Regions from separate parts of the Rattus norvegicus genome. Here region 1 is linked to region 2. A link is a contact called in public Hi-C data. All regions are on one chromosome and are shown on one strand. Each heading gives the region's core, a stretch centred on a gene start, on an enhancer-like site or on the middle of the called end of the contact. The rest is flanking DNA. Distances are from core to core; before and after follow the strand shown.

The links. A called contact is a pair of places that touch in the nucleus more often than the background predicts.
Region 1: a contact with region 2 is called in a Hi-C map of psoas muscle, with 4 times the contacts expected there. The contact joins the promoter of Spatc1l here to the enhancer-like site in region 2. A contact is called at or near these places in 7 of 12 Hi-C or Micro-C datasets (the A7r5 cell line, Schwann cells, liver and 3 more).

What each region holds. Positions count from the first base shown.
Region 1 is chr20:12,080,414-12,086,715 of GRCr8, reverse strand. It overlaps Spatc1l (spermatogenesis and centriole associated 1-like), which reads left to right and starts at 3,956. Exons shown (of 4, transcript NM_001024296.1): 1 at 3,956-4,194. The coding sequence starts at 3,993. It overlaps LOC134483885 (a long non-coding RNA gene), which reads right to left and starts at 3,870. Exons shown (of 2, transcript XR_010061044.1): 1 at 3,764-3,870; 2 at 2,741-3,394.
Region 2 is chr20:11,896,001-11,902,355 of GRCr8, reverse strand. No RefSeq gene overlaps it. Among named protein-coding and RNA genes, the nearest start is that of Col6a1, 6.5 kb to the left of the region's middle. Within about 2 kb of position 2,740, at least 12 of the 93 cell types and tissues checked have an H3K27ac peak or open chromatin away from gene starts, as enhancers often do.

The sequences.
Region 1 (6,302 bases), core at 2,707-5,206, 180 kb before region 2:
GTGGGGAGAATGTACGAGTATGTGGGAGCAGGGGGTGTGAAGGTGGTCTCTACCTCCTAATCTTGTTGCAAATCTGAAACGTATTAGAAAAAAAAAAAAGGGGGCTTTAAAAGAAGGTGGTGCTGAAAGCCCGGGAGAGATTCAAGCTGGACGAAAATTAAAATGACATCAGAATTTGTAGGATGTGGCTAAAGCAGGACTCAAACATGGCTGTAAGATCAGAAAGCCAAGTGACTACGTCAGGAAGCCAAAACCGGTGTAAAGAAGGGGAGAACAAATTGAGCAAAAGGCTAAAAAAGCTAAATTTATCCAAAGAGTAGGGCCTTGAAAAGATTAACCCGACTCTAGTCTGCTAAGTAAAAACAAAGGAAACGACTTATATCAAAAACAACAAGGGGCCCATCCGGGTGGTCCTCAACCTATGGGTCAGATATACTGCCTATCAGATAATGACGTGCGATTCATAACTGTAGCAAAATCACAGTCAGGAATCGCAATGAGATGACTTTATGGTTGGGGGTCAACGACATGAAGAACTATTCACAGTTCGGAAGTTACAATGAAATAACTTCGTGGTTGGGGGTCACCACGACATGAGGAATGTGTTCAAGGGTCACGGCATTGGAAGGTTGAGATCCCAGAGGTGTTAAGTCTCTGGCCACCTTGCTTTCCCAAGCTGCTGCTCAACCTTGCCTGCACATTGCACTCCCGCCTGCTCCCTTTTCTGGTTGCTTGGCTCCCAGTTCTTCTGCTCGCTGTGCCCCGTTAAAACCCCTGCCAACGATGTTCCTCCATACTGTTTTTATTTTCCCTCTTTGGCTTGATTTATTTGTGGGAGAGGTAAGACCGGCTGGGTACCTTAAGTTAGGCTCCTGAGGATAGATATCTGACAGCTTCCATGACTGGTTGTAAGGGTCTAGAAAGACAATGTGTCACACAGAGCAGGCATGTGTAAGTAGTTTTGGGTCCCTTAGGCAAGAGGAAGAGTTCCCAGGTAGCCTGGGCTACATAGTGAGATCCTATCTAAATACTATTTCCCCTGTTTTATTTCATTTTAAAGATTTGATTATAAGTTTAAAACATCCACAGGAGAAAATCTAGACCTATATCTTTACTGGTAAGTTCTATCGAATATTTCAGAAAATAGTTTAGTTAATAATTTAATGACTTGCCGGTTGTGGTGGCGCACGCCAGTAGGATTTGCTGAAGGAGGCAGAGGCAGGAGGATCACGAGTTCGAGGCCAGCCTGGGCTACACATTTTTGGGGCTGGGGATTTAGCTCAGTGGTAGAGCGCTTGCCTAGGAAGCGCAAGGCCCTGGGTTCGGTCCCCAGCTCCGAAAAAAAGACCAAAAAAAAATAATTTAATGACTTAGCATGAGCCGGACACTTGGCAATTCATTTTGTAACATGATGGTATAAAATCAGGTCAAGATGCTACTGAGAGGTCTCTGAGATGCCTCCCGGGGTGAAGACAGCCAATGCCAGCCTGACCCCCAGAACCCACATGATGCAAAGAGAGAGCTGACTCCAGAGAGCTGTCCCCTGACTTGTCACGTGTGCACTGTGGCACGGGTGTGCACCCACACGCAAACACACATGAGTAAATGAAAAGGCAGTGAGGTTTTTAGGGGCTGGGAAGATGGCTCAGTGGTTGAGAGCATCTGGCTTTCTCCCATGACATGAGTTAGATTCCCAGCACCCACATACTATCTCATAACTGTCTGTAATTACAGTCGCAGGGGAACCTAACATCCTTTTCTGGCATGCACGTGGTACACAGACATGCATGCAGGCAAAACACAGACAAATACATTTAGAATAAATAAATGAATAGGGTTGGAGAGATGGCTCAGCAGTTAAGAGCACTGACTGCTCTTCCAGAGGTCCTGAGTTCAAATCCCAGTAACCACAGGGTGGCTCACAACCATCTGTAATGGGATCCGATGCCCTCTTCTGGTGTGTCTGAAGACAGCTACAGTGTACTTATATAATAAACAAACAAACAAATAAATAAAATCTTTAAAAATGAATTAAAATTTAAAGACACAAGGTGATTCAGATCACATCTGTCGCACGTGTAATATGACATATTAGAAGGACAGTGCATCATGATGGATAAATAAACAGAATGTTGACAGGCTGGTGGCTGGATGGACTTTTCTTGCCTGGGGAAGAGATGGTCTTTCAGTGTGGTTAGAAGCTAGTAGAGGGGACCAGGTAGTGGCACACGCCTTTAATCCCAGCACTCAGAGGCAGAGGCAGGCAATGTCTGAGTTCCAGGCCAGGGGTACCCAGAGAGAAATCTTGTCTGGAAAAATCTCTCTGTCTCTGTCTCTGTCTCTGTCTCTGTCTCTCTCTCTCTCTCACACACACACACACACACAGAGCTAGTGGAGGCGGAAGCCCATCCACGCACCGTGATCCAGGAAACTGAGAACGGGGAATTCCTGACTGACTTCTGACCAATGCTTTTATGAGCTCTTAGTGGTTCACATTTAGGTTCCTGTTGCCCTTGTTTGAGGAGAGAAGCCAATCGATCCAGTATTTGATGTTTAGATTTTCTTTTCTCCACAAAATCCAAGTTTGCAGCACTTGAAACGCTAGACTAACACAGCTGCCTGGACTGAATATAAGGATTTTTACCCAGGGACCATGCCAATGTCTGCACAGAGTAACCCAGACCCTGATGGAGAGCCCCGGACATCGGCAGAAGAGGACCTGGTAGAGGTTGGATTGGCGTTTTCTTTTTCTTTCTTTTTTTTTTCTTTTTAAGATTTTATTTATTGTATATGAGTACACTGTAGCTGTCTTCAGACACCAGGAGAGGGCATCAGATCCCATTACAGATGGCTGTGAACCACCATGTGGTTGCTGGGATTTGAACTCAGGACCTCAGAAAGAGCAGTCGGTGCTCTTAACCACTAAGCCATCTCTCCAGCCCCCATGGATTGGCGTTTTCTGGTTGCATCCTCTCTCATCAAGGAGGACCAGACACCCCCAGAGTGTCTCTGAGCAGTCGGTGCGGGAAGAGTTGATTCAGAGACAGAGTTCATTTATTTCGTGCAGGAGGAAGAGCAGGGTGCCCAGGTGAGTTCCCAGACAGCTACGTTAGCTGACTACTGTAGCATTGCCAGTCTCGGGGCCACTGGTTCTTAGGACCTCATCCTACTTAATCCGGGGTTTGGCATGGAGTCAGACACCCAGTGCTCGGTGTGTGCAGTAGACACAGATGTGCTGCCTGAAGTCTTGTCGTGAGGACAGTGTGATGCGAAGTAAGTGGCCTCCACTTCCAGCCTCGTCAGGGTTCCTCTAGACTCTCCCTGGGACTGTGGGGCAATCGTGGGTCTCTGTCCTAGACTGGTCACTTCGTCTGCTCTCATGGCCCTTGTCTTCCTTCAGTACAAGTTCCAAGGGTGAGACTCAAAAGCAGAATCCCACATCCCCTGTGGGTTCTGGGAGCCTCACTGGCCTATGGTCCCCGTGAAGCCAGCTAATGAGAGATTAACCTCATAGGCACACGTCATGGGAAGGGCAGCTGTTCAGTGACAGCCAAGTTGCCACCGTGGCCTGTGGGCTTCACGTGGTGTGACAGCATGGCCCTCCTATGCGCTGTTCTGGCTGTTTTTGGAAGCTGCTAGAAAGATATGTCCTCCCTGTCCGGGCTGCCTTCTAGAAGGTCACCCTCCTTCCTTCACGTTCCAGAGATGAGTCAGTGTTATGAGCACTCAATCCCTCTGCGGTTTGAGGCCCATGTCTACGTACTTGCATGCATCTGGCTTCTCTGTGTATCGCCAGGCCCAGGTTGCTGTAGGGATGTCTGGGAGCAGGGTGGGGGAAGAAGGCACTGCCTCTTTAAGGGTAACGACGTCACAAGGCTGTGGAAGGCCGGGCATCGTGGAACTCCGTAGCCTTAGGCTGTTTCTGTGGGGGGTCTTGGGGCTGTCTTTCCATCTCCATGGGGCCACAGGCCCATATGTGAGCACTTGACACCATGGCAGAGGGGAGCGAGCTAATGAGCAGGCTCATGAGTGAGAACGCAGACCTGAAGAAGCAGGTGCGCCTCCTGAAGGAGAACCAGATGCTGAAGAGACTGCTCAGCGAGAGTTGCCAGGACAGCTGTGGCCGAGGGAGCCGGGACCTGCTCTATCCCAAGGTCCCTACCTACCCTGAGGCCTGCTCCCCCGGGAATGGAGGTGAGGCGCAGGCTTAGCCAAGACGGAGAGCTCGACCCGTAAAGGGTTATAGTATTCAGATAGGCTTGCGGATATGTCAGTTGATGATGTCTCAAAGCACCGCCTCCTGGCCTGAAGACGGGCAGGGTGTGATCCCGTGGCTCCAGGCCTGCTGAGGTCATCTCTGTTTGGCTGGGCTTGCCTGGGAGGTTTAATTCTGCCCTCTGTGTTTCAACAGATTGAGCTAAGCTGACATTCATTTGACATCAGATGAAAGAATCACTTGGTTGAATCTGGCTTCAGGGGAGGGGTACAGCACCCACCCCAGAGGGAGATACTGATAGCGACTCTTGGGTGTGTTGGTGGCAAAAACTATGATGCCACCACCTGATTACTAGAGAGTTTCAGCTAAACCTGTAGCCGTATGTATGTATGTACGTACGTATGTATGTATGTATGTATGTATGTATGTATGTATGTATATACAGAGAGTGGGGTGTGGGGGATATACGTGGAGCGCTGGTTTTCTTTCTGCAAAAAGTAGCCGGTCGTGTTTTAAAAATTTCTTTTCTGTAAAAAAAAAAAATTCCATTTTTTTACGAATAATAGTGTGATTTGGGATGTGGTGGTTGGATGTGACCCGTGGCCTTGACTGGAATGTGGACAGAGCCCCTTCTCCCAATCTCTGATATCTGAGAACTCTGGTGACCCAGGGGGTTCAGCTTCCTGAAGGAAGCGATGGCTGTTCATGCCACCTGGCCAGAGTGGGAGGCGAGAGAGATGCTTCAGCTCACTGTTGAGGTAAAAATAAAAAAAGGGACGGAACGGTTCCTGTGCGTACCCTGGTGGCCACAAGCTCTCGCTAGTTCTGACTCCAGTGGGCCATTGGAACAATTTATCTCAGCGGCTCCAAGCTACCCCCATCTACTTTCCGACCTGCTGTCTGAGAGCCATTCCAACACAGCACCCTGTCAGGCCGCCCCGCCCTCACTCACAGCTCTCTTGGCTGGTGTCCACCACACCAGGCATACGCATTCCAATTCCATGGTGGGCCAGGTACATCCGGCCACCATACACTCTCTTGAACTCAATTAAGTCGCCATATGAAAGAACACATCACACAATATGCTCTGGTCCAACTGATAAGATATAATTTGCCCATCTGGACAGCACAAAATCCTGTGCACACATCTATCCCCTAAGAATACTCATAACAGGGCTGGAGAGATGGCTCAGCGGTTAAGAGCACTGACTGCTCTTCCAGAGGTCCTGAGTTCAAATCCCAGCAACCACATGGTGGCTCACAACCATCTTGATAAGATCTGACGCCCTCTTCTGGTGTGCATGAAGACAGCTACAGTGTACTCATATACATAAAATAAATGAATCTTTAAAAAAAAAAAGAATACTCATAACAACCTGTAATCTGTGCAGAGAGGAATCTTAACATGCACTGCCTTGTTCTTTCAGCTCCTTCCTCCTTGCTCCGGCCTCCTCTGCCTCTCTAAAACTTTCCTCCCGCCCATCCTTCCTTCTTGTCCAATGATAGGCCTCTTTCTATCCTGTCCCTGCCTCCCCCTGCATAATGACATCAATCTACATCTTACCAAGTCCTTAAGGAGACAGACAGCCCAATGGTAAACTAGATTTGGCCAGGCTTTGTAGCCCACTTCTGGGGGGGGGTGTCTTTGAGACCTTGAGAACCTGCATTTGCTGTAATGGCTTTTTAGAGCCCATTGGGTCATTTGCCTCTGTCCTCCGATCCCAGCCAGCACTGAAAATGTGCTTTGTAGCCCATTGGAGTCTTGTAGACACAAAGCCTACCAGAGGGGTGAGAAGTCCTTCAGATTTCCATTATAGGTGTCCTGCGTCCCAAGGGGGTCCTTGAAGAGGGAGCTTGGCTCTGTAGGGGATCCTCCTGGGGAGACAGAGTAGGGAATGGAGGCAGAGTTGCCGTCAAGTGGCCGAGAAAGCAATATTTGTTGGAGTGGCTGTGCTCACGCAACTGGGTCACCTGTGACATCCTGCAGCGAACGTGTGATGTTTGTAACACAGATGTGCTGTGGCGGTCATGTGAGCACCCGTTCCCATGGTTCATTGCCGCTAACCACTGTGAGAGATTGACAAAC
Region 2 (6,355 bases), core at 1,491-3,990:
ACAAATCGGGCTGTAACCCATTTCGCCCAGCAGACGACAGTGCTGGGCTGTGTTAGTTCAGAGTTCAGAGCGTGTGGCCCATGGATAAGGGCTTTTGCTGTGAGTCTTGAAGGTTGGAGTTCAAATCCCCAGTGCCCTACGGTTGGGAGAACACCGTAGCCTCCAGAGTTCTCTTGAGTGGAGCACTGGGCTCGTGGTCTCACACTGGGTTCCTAGTGCAGGTTCTAACAGCGGCGCCAAGGTTTTGGCCCATGTCTTGCAGGTTCCCATTCTGATGGAGTGTGGGGAGAACTTATCCCGTTTGTGTAGCTGGGGCCTGGCTGATACATGGCCCAAGAGATAGATCCAGGCTTGGGAGTCTGCCATGCTTGGCCTTATGGGTAGCATTTTGGTCACCTCCCTGCCCTTCCATGGCATCTCAGACATAATTTCTGCCCTCTATGGGCTCCACCTGACAGAATTAGCTTGAAAGGAGATCACAAAGGCTGTAAGCTCTGGGGTAGAAAATAAGGGTAGAACAGCGTTCCCAGACCTGAGGGTTTGTGTCACTGTCAAGAGGTGCAGGCTGCCTGCTACACACAGACGCCAAGCTCTGCCTGTTCAAAGCTGAAGAGACAAGTCACCACTCTTCACACTGCTTGGTCCCGTTCACCGTGCTTCCTGACACACGGGGTGCTGCTGTCCGGTGTTTTTACACAGCCTGGGTAGTTCCCGATGCATCCTGCAACCCCAGGGAGGGTCAGAAGAAGAGAGATCTGGGATTTTCCAGACACACGAAAAGGCCACATGCCTTCAGAGAACACAGCGACAGGGAGCCCCGTGGGACAGGCGTGGAATCCAAAGGATGGGTGGCCCAGTGTTCGAAGAACCCACTTTGGGGGTTTTGGGGTTTCCGGAATGTCTTCAGCCTTTCCCAGGGCGTGTCTGCCTTTATTGCTGACAGCAAGGACCCAAACCCTCTTCACTCCACTGCAGATTTGTTGAACAAAGACATGGCTGTTCTCTTTACTGCCTCAACTGTCTAGTGAACTTTCCTCCCAACTTAGAACATGATTCATCAAACAAAATAAATGTTTTCCATGAGCTACACTCTGTTTCCATGGCGCCTCGCTGTGGATGTTGGAGCTAGCAGGGGTGCCTGGCAGGCACGCGGACCCCACCCACGGGCCCCACACAGGGGACTCCCCTGTTCTCTTGTCCTGTGCCTCAGCGTGGAGGGCAATCCTCCTCCATTCTGGGGAGCCCACATCCCCGCAGCGCTGCCCATGGTCTAGCTAGGGCCAGGCTGGGCTACAGGCTTGAGGTACAGCAGGGACACAGTAGCTCCTGTCTCTCAGCCCCAGTTTACGGAATGCCAAGTGAGTCACCTGGGCAGGGAGCGTTCACGGTGGGACTCACTCCTGTGGCAGGGCAAGGCTGGGTGTCTTGAGTTTCCAGAGCCACTGATCCAAGAGATATAAACATCCCGTCAGGGGTGACCATCATTTGAGCTATCCCTCGGTGACCACTTGGTACCAGTTGACAAAGAACCTCTCACTGGTAATCAGACCGGAAGGGAAGTGCTTTTGGGAAGGAGACATCAGTCTGCTCATGATGAGAGACTAAAGTCACACAGGCCACATGGCAGGCTGGAGACACTGTATGAAGCTGTTAGCCTCATTGCTGACACCAGTGTTCCTCTCAGGGGATGCTAGTGAACAGGTAACCTGGTGGCATCTACCCAAGTGACATGCCCGTTCACAGCCAAGAATGTCCCCTAGAGATGGGGTGCAAAGTTATAGCAGCATGTGAGTCTGCATGGGTACCATGATGTTATAACAACGACAATAATCAGTAACACTTGGAGGTACGTACGGTGGAGGCTGGTGGATAAGCCACAAGCTGTATGATAGCCCTAAGGCCATGAGACTGAGTTGTGTATGCACTGGAATGTAGGGTCCTGTATCAGGATCCTAAAGGGGACGCAGAATGGAAAGGCTTGGAGTCCCACCCTAGAGCAAGCTAGGTGGGGCCTGATTTGCACAGGGCTGGTGTCTCATTATGGGGCAAACAGTCAGCTTACGGTTGTAGGCCATGCCTGTGACCCCCAACTAATTGTTCCATGAAGGCAGATCCCTCCATTGTCATTCCCAACCCCCACCCCCACCCCAACCCTTTGTGCTCAACAACTCCAGCTGACTTGGCTCCTAGACTGCCCATTAACCTGATTCATTTTCGTTCCGTTGTCTTGAGAACTTGAGAATTTTATTTTCTGGTGAGCGGCGGACCGTGCCGTCATTTGAAAGGGACACTACGGAACTAAAAATGAGTGTGTGCACACGATGCCCAGAGAGACCAGCAAGGCAGAGCCAAGCAGCTAGGGGCAAGTGGGTAACCCCAGGCCTCCCTGCCCTTCGAGGCTTGGCTGAGAGCTCAAGTGACACAGACACTGGCAACTTGGTCTGAGAGGCTTCAAGGCTGTTTGGGGCTGGCCCAACACCCACAAATCTAAGACTGGATCTTCTGGAAACCCTGTCTGGCAACCAAGCCAGAAAATTCACGTAGCGTGCTAACTCTTTCCTCTTCCCCGGAGGAAGGAGCGATTTCCCCAGAAAAGCAGCTGACCCACGCTGCGGGCTGCAGCATTTGGGTGTCCCCGCGGATCCCTGTGGAAATCTCGTCTCTATACTTGGAGTCCCACTGCCAAACACTCATCCTGGGAGCATGACCCTGACTCCTGAGGACACGCAGAAGCTCCCCGGGGCAGAAGCAGGAAGTAGACACTTCAGTAGGACTGCACTCTACGCCAGCTGGAGCCAGTGCCTATGCACACAGAAAAGCATTCAGGGAGCAGGCATTTTGGGAGCTGCAGGCAGAGGTTTCTGCTCTAATCTGGTTCTCTTACACACACCCCCAAACCTCTGTCCTCACCACCCACTCCACATAGAAACCCAGCTTGCTGGTCCTTTCTGGGGAGGTAGAGGAGCCCAAGGGATACACGGATAGCCAGGGCAGTTGCATAGGTCACAAGACAGTGCCATGGTCATTCTGTGCTTGCTGTTGGTGGCATCTAGACCAGAAGCCCATGGGCAGAACGGGTCACATCTCCTTTTCCACCCCAAGATCTCTTGCAACCCTTTGGTCCCATCGACTAAGTTTGTAATGCATCTCCCCCGCACCCCCCCCCAAGTGGACAATGGCTCCCTTCTCTCGGGAGGCAGGGGACCTGACCTTGGGAGGGCGAAGGCTCTGAAAAGTGAACACCCTTAACCCAGACATATTCCAGAAATGCTGGCATGCCAGGCGGGGGTTGGGTACCATGAGCCGCAGGCCCATGTTGAGCATGGAGTTATCCACTGAGCCCGCTGTGGGCTGCAGTACCCCAGGAGATGTAGAGACATCTTTACACAAAGGATCCTTGGGTTCTTACCCTTCCTCAAGGGACCCTCTCCATCCGATTGCCAGCTAGCACAGCTGGCCACGACCGTAGTGGCTGGGGGGCTCCGGTTCTAGATGGGTTAATGTTTCCTATTACCTCATACTGGCCTCCTGCCTGTAGAGAGAGCAACATCTGGCAGGGATATTTGTCCAGCAGAGCCGGGGCCTCTTAGGGAGCAGCCTGGCTCTGTACCAGAAGCCAGCTGCAGGCTTAGGTGGGTCTCTAGGGAAGGGGCTTCCGGGTAAAAGGATCGCCACAGTGGTGCTGCACCACCTGGGTCCCCAAAGCCCACCCTCAAGGGCCTGGAGATGACAGCCAAGCATTCCTGTGAACAAGAGTCACTTCCTGTCCTGCTAACCCTGGGAAGCTGCTGGAGCTATGGTACGAGGGCCGGGCTAAGCAGTATCCCCAGAAGTTCTGAGGGGCCAGTAGGGACAGAGTTCCAAAATGAGATCGACTATGGGCCCAGGACCGTGTTGGAGACCACGAGGTCTGGGGTCTTCCCTCCTTGTCTCTATCTTCCAACAGCGACAATAGCAGGGCCCCTGTCCAGAGCCTGTAAGCGATGCCCTGGGGTCTAGAACCCTAATACCACTCTTCAGAGCATTCAGGCTGCTGACCAACATTCAAAGTTGCTGCCTTTCTCAGTCGGAGGAGGGGAGAGCAATGTCAAACATAAGCCGTCTAGGTTCTGTATCTCTGCCTAGACCCTGGTACTTAGACTATGACTTCCACTGTCTAAGCCTCACGGACAGCTGCCACAGCCCGACCACCTGAGTTCTACTGAAGTCAAGCCCATTCAGAGAAATCTTCCTCACCCGACTCTGCTGCACGCAGAGAACAGGACACTCCCTCCTCTCTAGAAGGAACCAAGCAGGGGGCTTCACCATTCACCTCAGGTAACCTGAGGATTGCCACAGTGAGCAGCAATATATGCAAGAGGCTGCCAAGACCTGTGGTATCATGATCTGTATATGGTTGACCCCGGGAGTGGCACTATTTGGAGGTGTGGCCTTGGTGGAGTGGGTGTGTCACTGTGGGCGTGGGCTTTAAGACCCTCATCCTAGCTGCTAGGAAGCCAGTCTTCTCCTAGCAGCCTTCAGATGAAAATGTAGAACTCTCAGCTCCTCCTGCACCATGCCTGCCTGGATGCTGCCATGTTCTCACCTTGATGATAATGGACTGAACCTCTGAACCTGTAAGCCAGCCCCAATTAAATGTTGGACTTATAAGAGTTGCCTTGGTCATGGTGTCTGTTCACAGCAGTAAAATCCTAGCTAAGACACTTACTTGGTCTTAGCACACACTGGGGCTTGGAGAGTCTCCAGCCTGGTGCTTCAGGGTGACTTGGCTGGCAACCTTGTCCTCTCACCCCATGGCCTCACCAACCAACCATGGAAGCCCCTTATCCTTGGTTCTCTCTGAAGATGCAGAGGAGACCAAGGGACCTAAGATCAGCCAGGGCAGCAGGACAGGCTGCATGCAAGAGATGGCCAGGGGTCTTTTCTAGCCTCTGTGCTCTAGACTGGGGGTATAAGGAACCAGGGACACTCAGCTCTGGGTTGGTTCCAGCTCTGCCATGTCCTAGCTCTGTGACCCCAGGCCAGAGAAACAAGTGAGAGTTGCTTTGCCACATGTCTAGGAGATACCCCTCTTGGTTAATGGGAGTTTATGATGGGGTCATAATAGCAGTGTCAGGGCAAGACGATCTCAATTGCTTACCAGGAGGCCACCATCAATGGATCCCATGCAGACTCTGTCCATGTGTGCTAGAACAGTGACTCTTAACCTTCCTAATGCTGCGACCCTTTAATACATCTCTTCATGGCACGGTGAGGGTGGCCCCCCCCCCCAACTATAAAATTATTTCATTACTACTTCATAAATGCAATTTGGCTTCTGTTATGAATCTTAATGTAAATATCTGATATGTAGGATATGTGACCCCCGTGAAAGGGTCGTTGAACACCCCCACCCAAAAGGGATCTTGACCCACTGTTCTAGGAGGTACCAACCTTAGGACCTTCTACCCGGCATCTGATTTCCACAGCCCCAGCTTCTCCGAGGGGGTCTCTTGCCAGGCAGATGTGTACCCTAGGTCACAACTGGAATTCCTAGGAACATCTACAAGCCTTGGTGATTTCTCTGATCTGTCCAACCCTGGGAGCAAATGATGTATCTCACTGTTCTGTGGAAAAGGGCTTAGTTCTTGTTCCATGGTCTCCAGGGACTGAGGGTCCATTCCAACACTTCCAAGTCGGGGTTATCTTTAAAAAGATAAAGAACTGTTGATACTCATAAGCCAATAAAGTCAAGACCCACAAGAGCGAGATGCAATTAACCCTTTTCAGCGCCTGTCTAGGATCCCTGAGGTATTGGATTCAGGTGACTGGCTCAGATATCTTCTGCCCTGGTTGGCAGAAGTCCCCCAAAGTCAGCATTAGGGCTTGGGGTACGCGTGGGTCCTGGTTTATTTATACCAGCTTCCTTCTCAGCCCAGACCGGAAATCGCATACTCTGGTGGTTAGGGGAGAGAAATGGACATGAAAGCCCCGTCATGAGGCCAAGTCAGAATACCAACTGTGCTCGCAGTGGTGCGGTGTGGCTGAGGCCACTAAGGAGACCAGCATTTGAAGCTGGAACCTCTCCAAGAAGGGCTCAGGGATCGAATCCAGGGAATCCTTTCCTGCCAGGGCCCGCAGCCTCAGTGTCTCTGATTGGAGTTCAAGGGCACCAGAACGAGAGTGCTGGCAGGCTTTGGGACTCCAGTGACTCTCAACATAGCCAGCAGCAGCGTGTAGCCTTCCGGGAGCCCAGGCCAGCAAAAGAGCATCATAGCTTAGCACAGGCATGGAGTACAACGGGGATTATATAGCACCCTGTTTCTACATCCGCGTCTGAGTCTGGGACCCTGCCCTCCTTGGAGATACAAAGGTT